2 separate regions of the Sus scrofa genome follow, and region 1 is linked to region 2. The links are chromatin contacts, called in public Hi-C maps. All regions are on one chromosome and are shown on one strand. The core of a region is the stretch at or near the end of the contact, and the rest is flanking DNA. Distances in the headings are between cores, read along the strand shown.

Region 1 (2,995 bases), core at 73-2,572, 120 kb before region 2:
GTGACCTACACAACTGCAGGCAAAGTTGGATCCTTAACCCACCGAGTGAGGCCGGGGATAGAACTCGCATCTTCATGGATACTAGTCGGGTTCATTGCCTCTGAGCCATGCCGGGAACTCCTAGGTCTGTTTACATTGGTCTGACTGTCATCCATATGTATATTCAGTCTCTCAAAGGGTGTGAATTCCCCAGCTGCCTCCCTACATCAATGAAACTGCAGCCTGGACAAGGGTTCACAGTTCCTGACAAGTGACTCCATCCCTGGGCCTTCTGTCCCCAAGTGCTGGGGCCATGCCTCCCCCAGGTCTGCAGGCTCCAGGGTGGCAAAGCCCAGGGCACTGTACCTTCCAGGACCTGGGGCAGGATCTGTGTGCTGAGGCTGATGCTGCTGCAGGGCCAGGACTCTCAAGAGGACACAGGCTGCATCCTGCTCCTTGGCCGCAGGGAGGTGCCGTGAGCTTGGGCATCAGAACCTGCCTCCCAGTAGGCTGAGTTCAAGTCACCAAGCTGAGAGAGTTCAGCAGCCTGTGTTTTTTTTTCTCTCTCTCTCTTTTCTTTTTTTGTCTTCTTGGCTTGTGGAGTCCCTGGGCCAGGGATCAGATCTGAGCCACAGCTGCTTAACCCACTGTGTTGGGCCGGGGATCGAACTTGCATCCCAGCGCTCAGAGGCACCACGGATCCCCTTGCACCACTCCTCCTTCTGTAAAGAATAACGGCCAGGAGTTCCCATCGTGGCTCAGTGGTTAAGGAACCATGAGGTTGCGGGTTCAATCCCTGGCCTCGATCAGTGGGCGAAGGACCCGGCATTGCTGCGAGCTGTGGCGTGGTGTATGTCGCAGACCAGGCTCAGATCCTGCATGGCTGTAGCTGCGGTGTCGGCTGTGGCTCCAATTCGACCCCTAGTCTGGGAACCTCCCTGTGCCATGGGCGCGGCCCTAAAAAGACAAAAAAAAAAAAAAGAAAAGATCAGTGTCTCCACCTGGAGTGGGAGGGCCTGGATCTTCACGTACCTCCGAATAAAAGAACTGAGTGAGTGAGTTTGCCGAGAGTGCTTCAAACGGGGCCTGGCTCTGTGGTTCGTATACCTTCCTAACGTCGGTACTATTTCCAAGGCTAGAAACCCCTGTTAGATGAATGAGTAAGAGCAGACGGCCGCCTCTCTGACCCTGGGGACGGGTCCTTCAAATCCCTGACCTGTTCCTGCTCCTGGGCAGCCGCGGGCATCCTGGCTCCGGCGAGGCGCGCAGGCGGGGATCCGGACCGCCCTGGGGACCAGAACCAAGAGGCCGCAGAAACGCAGCTCGCCAGCAGAGGGCGCCAGAGGCAAAGCCAACAAAAGCGGGACCGCGAATTCGGAACCTCTGGTCCCTTTAAGGTGAGACGTGCGTGCTGAGCCTTTTTGTCTGAGCGCCTTTCAAAGGATTTCCGGAAAACGGCGTACCCCTCGCATGTTGTCCAGTGGTCATCTAACCCCTTATGTAAGCGTGGCGAGGGCTGGCATGACGGAAATAGTAACATGTTAAAATGAAACGGTTACATCATTGTTTTAAATATAAACTGCAAGGTATAAACGCCACCCTGAGTTGATCTTAGGAGGGATTTAAAAGTACAAGAACGAGCTTTTCTTTAATAGATGTTTTGCATGTCTCCTTTTTCTCTTTATAGTTCCATTCCCTCCCCCCATGCATTTATGATAACATATTTTTAGGCTGAAAATCTTTATTTACATACACTCTGCCATAGGTCTCGCCACAAAGACACAAATACAGGCTGTAAAACATTAGTACAAATGTCTCATTTCCTGAGATCTCAGAGGCCTGAAGTGTTGATGTTTCTGTGCGATTGATGTTACTAATAATTAGTGTAATTATGAATAACCAGTGAATTAATATCATTAATATTAGCACAGCGCTGATACGAACTAGACAAATATACTGAGTTTTGATCCAGTAATTTGAAATGTCCTCTTGGCACTTCAGAAATCTTCACAGAAAGAATTTACATTTTTAGTAAGCCATGTAAACACAGTTTGAATGTGGGGAAATTAAAATATTTGAAAACCAATAAATAATAAATAAATTAATTAAACATTTGAAAACCACCTAATTGTTTTTATTAAAGTTTAGTGGATTTAGTGTTGCGTTAATGTCTGCTGTGTAGCAAAGTCATTCCAGTACAAATATATTCTTTTTAGTATTTTTTTTTTCATTATGGTTTATCCCAGGGTATGGAGTATAGTCCCCTGTGCTATATGGCTTCACATTAGGACCTTGTTATTCCTAATTGTTTTTGTTTTTGTTTGCTTTTTAGGGCTGCACCGGAGGCATCTGGAGGTTCCCAGGCTAGGGGTCGAATTAGAGCCGCAGCTGCCGGCCTCCACCACAGCCACAGCCATGCAGGATCTGAGCCGGGTCTGCAACCTACCCCACAGTTCAGGGCAACGCCGGATCCTTAACCCACTGAGGGAGGCCAGGGATTGAACCCGCAATCTCATGGTTTCTAGTCGGAGTCGTTTCTGCTGTGCCACCATGGGAACTCCCCTAATTGTTTTTTAATTTTGAAAAACAGTGATGGTTGGGAATTGAATGCAGGTTGAATCCCTGCTTTTTGAAGGTGCTATGGGATGCGTGGTCTTAGACGCTTTGAAGTGGCATGAAACGTGTGTCCTGATGTTAGGTATATTTCCGTTCAAATCCTGGTTGGATTGTGTTGCTTCTGTACAGGCTTCAGTTTTCTTATCTGTGAATGATAATTAGAGGGAATAACAGTGCCTGCCTGTGTTCCTCCCTCTTTCTTTCCCTTTTTTCTTTCCTTCCTTCTTCTTTTCTTCCTTTCTTTCTTGGAACCAAATGGGATAATTTGTTGTAGGGGCTGGCACTGGAGATGGCCTCTGATGGGGGTTAGTCTCGTGGGGATGCTGGCCAGTGGACAGTGTTGTTTTTCTGCTTCGCTTGGTCTCAGGGCCATGCCCTGAGGACACCCTGGATACTGTAT
Region 2 (2,983 bases), core at 86-2,585:
GATGAGTGGCACGTGGCTGAGCACAGCTGCTGGAGCTCCAAGGGTGGGACTGGGGAGCTCCCTTCCTGGCACAGCGGAAACGAATCCGACTAGGAACCATGAGGTTGCAGGTTTGATCCCGTGGGTTAAGGATCCTGCGTTGTTGTGGCTGTGATGCAGGCCCACAGCTGTAGCTCCGATTCGAGCCCTGGCCGGGGTTGTTCCATATCCTGCAGGTGTGGCCCTAAAAAGCAAAAAAAAGGGGGGAGGGCGGGGGCGGGAGTGGAGATGGGTTGTGAAACCCTCTCTGACTGCCACCCATGGGAATAGATAAGGTTCTGACTGTGGAAAGAGAAGAGGCCCAAGGACTGGACCGCAGGGCACTGAACACTTAACGTCTGTGAGAGGAGGAAGGTCGAGCACAGAAAAACCCAGGGAGAGAAATGGAAACGCGAAGCGCACAGGTGTTGGCGCTCCAGCCGGTGTCTCCAGCGAATGGAAATGACCAGCTGGGCGACTGCGCTGAGAAGAGGAACCAAAGAACAGCGGATAGTAAGGCCAGAAGAGTTTTTTCCTGGCCAAACCCAGGACTACACCCAGGGGCCCCGTCTCCCCCACGGAGGGAAGCGCTCTGGAGAAGCACGGTTTCCAGCAGTTTTATCTCTTCCGGACAAAGAATATGCCCCAACCACGACGGGATACATTCCTTGAAGGTTTCAAGAGAAGCACAGGAGCGAGCACGCAGCGAGTCAGCAAGACGCCGGCGTCTGGGAAGGGAGCCCCAGCTCTGAAGGAGCACCAGCCCTGGCGTCCCAGGCAGGGGCCCTCCTACCCGTCTGGACACCGCATTCGTTCCCGGAGAGAGTAAAGCAGATGCACAGGGCACGACAAACAGACCACGGGCAGACGAAGTGCACGGCAGCCCCGGTACAGGCCAGAAAGGGTCCTCCAACCCGCACAGGTGAAGCGCAGAGAGCGACCGGAGCTGCGCGGATGTGGCAGGGGGGCAGCACGACAGGGTCCGAGAAGCAGCCCCTTCCTGGAGGAGCTGCGCCCACGGAAGGGGCCTGCGGGACCCTTTAAGGAGGGCTCCGGGCGGCTGGGGCGAGCACTCACCTGGGCGGGATCCTGCAGACGTCCGCAGCGGGGTCCAGGCGGCTCCGGCGGAGGAGGGGCTGTCGGGCGGCCCAAGGGCAGCCCCGCAGGCTTCGAAGCCGGTGGGCCCCGCGCCTGCCCATGCCCCTCGCCCCCGGGGCCACGCTACCCCGCAGCCCGCATCCCAACCCCACCCGCCGCCCCCGCCGTCCGAGTCCTGGGGGCGGAGCTGCGCGCGGCGTCCGGCCTGCGGCGGTCACGTGGGCCGCGCCAGCCAATAGGCGCACGCCTCGGTGTCGAACCCGGCCTGCGGGGCGCGGGTCGAGCAGTTGGTGGCGGCGGAGCGAGCGCGCTCGGGACCGAGGTGCGGCCGGGGTGGCAGGGGCCGGGATGGCGGGGGTCCGGAAGGCAGGGTGGGAAGCCGGGAGATGGGGGAGGCGCCGCCGGCCTCCCGGTGTCCGGGCGGCCCGCCACGGCGCCCGATCGCCCTGTCCCTGCAGGACCGGCCATGGAGCGCGAAGTCCAGCGATTGCGCGCCGCGTTCCAGACGGGCCGATCGCGCCCTCTGGCCTTCCGGCTGCAGCAGCTCCAGGCCCTGCGCAGGATGGTGCAGGAGCGCGAGGAGGACCTGCTGGCGGCCATCGCCGCGGATCTGAGCAAGGTGCGCCCCGCCGGGCCGTGGCTTCCCGCGGCCCCCCTTCTGCGCTGCCCTACACGTTCCTGCCCTTTCCCCTCCGTGTTTGCGGTCGTTCCCCCCGAACATCCTGTGTCAGCTTCGTTTCTTTCAGACCTCTGATTCCGAGGCTTTTCTTGTCTTTTAACTTTGTGGTTTTTATGTAGACACGGGGTTTTTGCTTGTCGTACTCAGATTTTTCCTCCATGACTTAGTGTTTCAGACCCTCGCCCCCCCGGCGAGTCACCTGGGGACCTTGTTAAAATGCAAATGACGCTTCGGTTGGTCTGGGAGGCGGGTCAGAGTTTCTAACAAGGTCCCAGATGAGACGGTGCTGCCTGTTTGGGAACCATGCTTTGAGCAACACGGCTTTGGGTGGCCTTTGGGATACACACACTTTCCCTGTGTTTCATAATAATCTCGTTAGCATTTTGTTTTTACTTTTTATTTTCATTCTAGGGGTAACAGGGCCTTGCTCTGGCTTTGTGAGCTCCGTTCTCACGCTGTTCTTTGTGAGAAACGGTTCTCACTTACTCCCAAAGATTACCTGGTAGGTGGTAACATCAGTTGTGACAACAGCGACTATAAAATTTCCTTTAGAGTACTTTTGGGGCAGAGGGCCTGGGACGCCTGTTAATCAAGGTGGATTAAGTACGATTCCAAAGTCTGAATCGTTCACTTTAAAAGCATTTGTGAGTGTGTGTGTGTGTAAATATGCAGGATTGCTAAAGAAGTATAAAGGGGAGTTCCCGTTGTGGCTCAGTGGAAAAGAATCCGACTAGGGACCATGAGGTTTCGGGTTTCATCCCTGGCCTCCCTCAGTGGGTTAGGCATCCGGCGTTGCCTTGACCTGTGGTGCAGCTTGCAAATGCAGCTCCGATCTGGCATGGCTGTGGCTGTGACACAGGCCGGCAGCTACAGCTCCGACTGGACCTGTAGCCTGGGAACCCCCATATGCTGCGGGTGCGGCCCTAAAAAAAAAAAAAAAAAAGAATATACTAAACTCTTTGCTCTTCAGGGTTTTAAATTCGGTTGGGAAACAAAATGTACACAAATATGCAGTCGTAAAGCCAGTGAAATATTAAGAAACAGTTCAGCGTGGCGTCGCTGTCATTTATAAAGTGTGATCAAGGCACACTCTTAATTAGGGACGTCTTCTCCAGAGTGGTTTTTTTTGTTTTTGTTTTTTTTTTTTGTCTTTTTGCCTTTTCTAGGGCCGCTCCTGTGGCCTACGGA

What was found. A called contact is a pair of places that touch in the nucleus more often than the background predicts.
Region 1: a contact with region 2 is called in a Hi-C map of skeletal muscle, with 5 times the contacts expected there. The contact joins the enhancer-like site here to the promoter of ALDH3A2 in region 2. A contact is called at or near these places in 1 of 5 promoter capture datasets (liver), 11 of 47 Hi-C or Micro-C datasets (blood, embryonic fibroblasts, fetal heart ventricle and 4 more) and 2 of 2 datasets of contacts at active chromatin or transcription factors (alveolar macrophages and skeletal muscle).

Annotation. Positions count from the first base shown.
Region 1 is chr12:60,067,533-60,070,527 of Sscrofa11.1, reverse strand. The region is part of intron 2 of LOC110256117 (multidrug and toxin extrusion protein 1-like); the gene reads left to right. Among named protein-coding and RNA genes, the nearest start is that of TRNAW-CCA, 4.9 kb to the left of the region's middle. Within about 2 kb of position 1,322, at least 5 of the 83 cell types and tissues checked have an H3K27ac peak or open chromatin away from gene starts, as enhancers often do. A contact at or near this core is called in skeletal muscle, where this site is marked.
Region 2 is chr12:59,952,029-59,955,011 of Sscrofa11.1, reverse strand. ALDH3A2 (fatty aldehyde dehydrogenase) reads left to right here and starts at 1,335. Exons shown (of 11, transcript XR_002337385.1): 1 at 1,335-1,438; 2 at 1,575-1,735. LOC110256118 (a long non-coding RNA gene) reads right to left here and starts at 1,220. Exons shown (of 3, transcript XR_002337387.1): 1 at 1,096-1,220.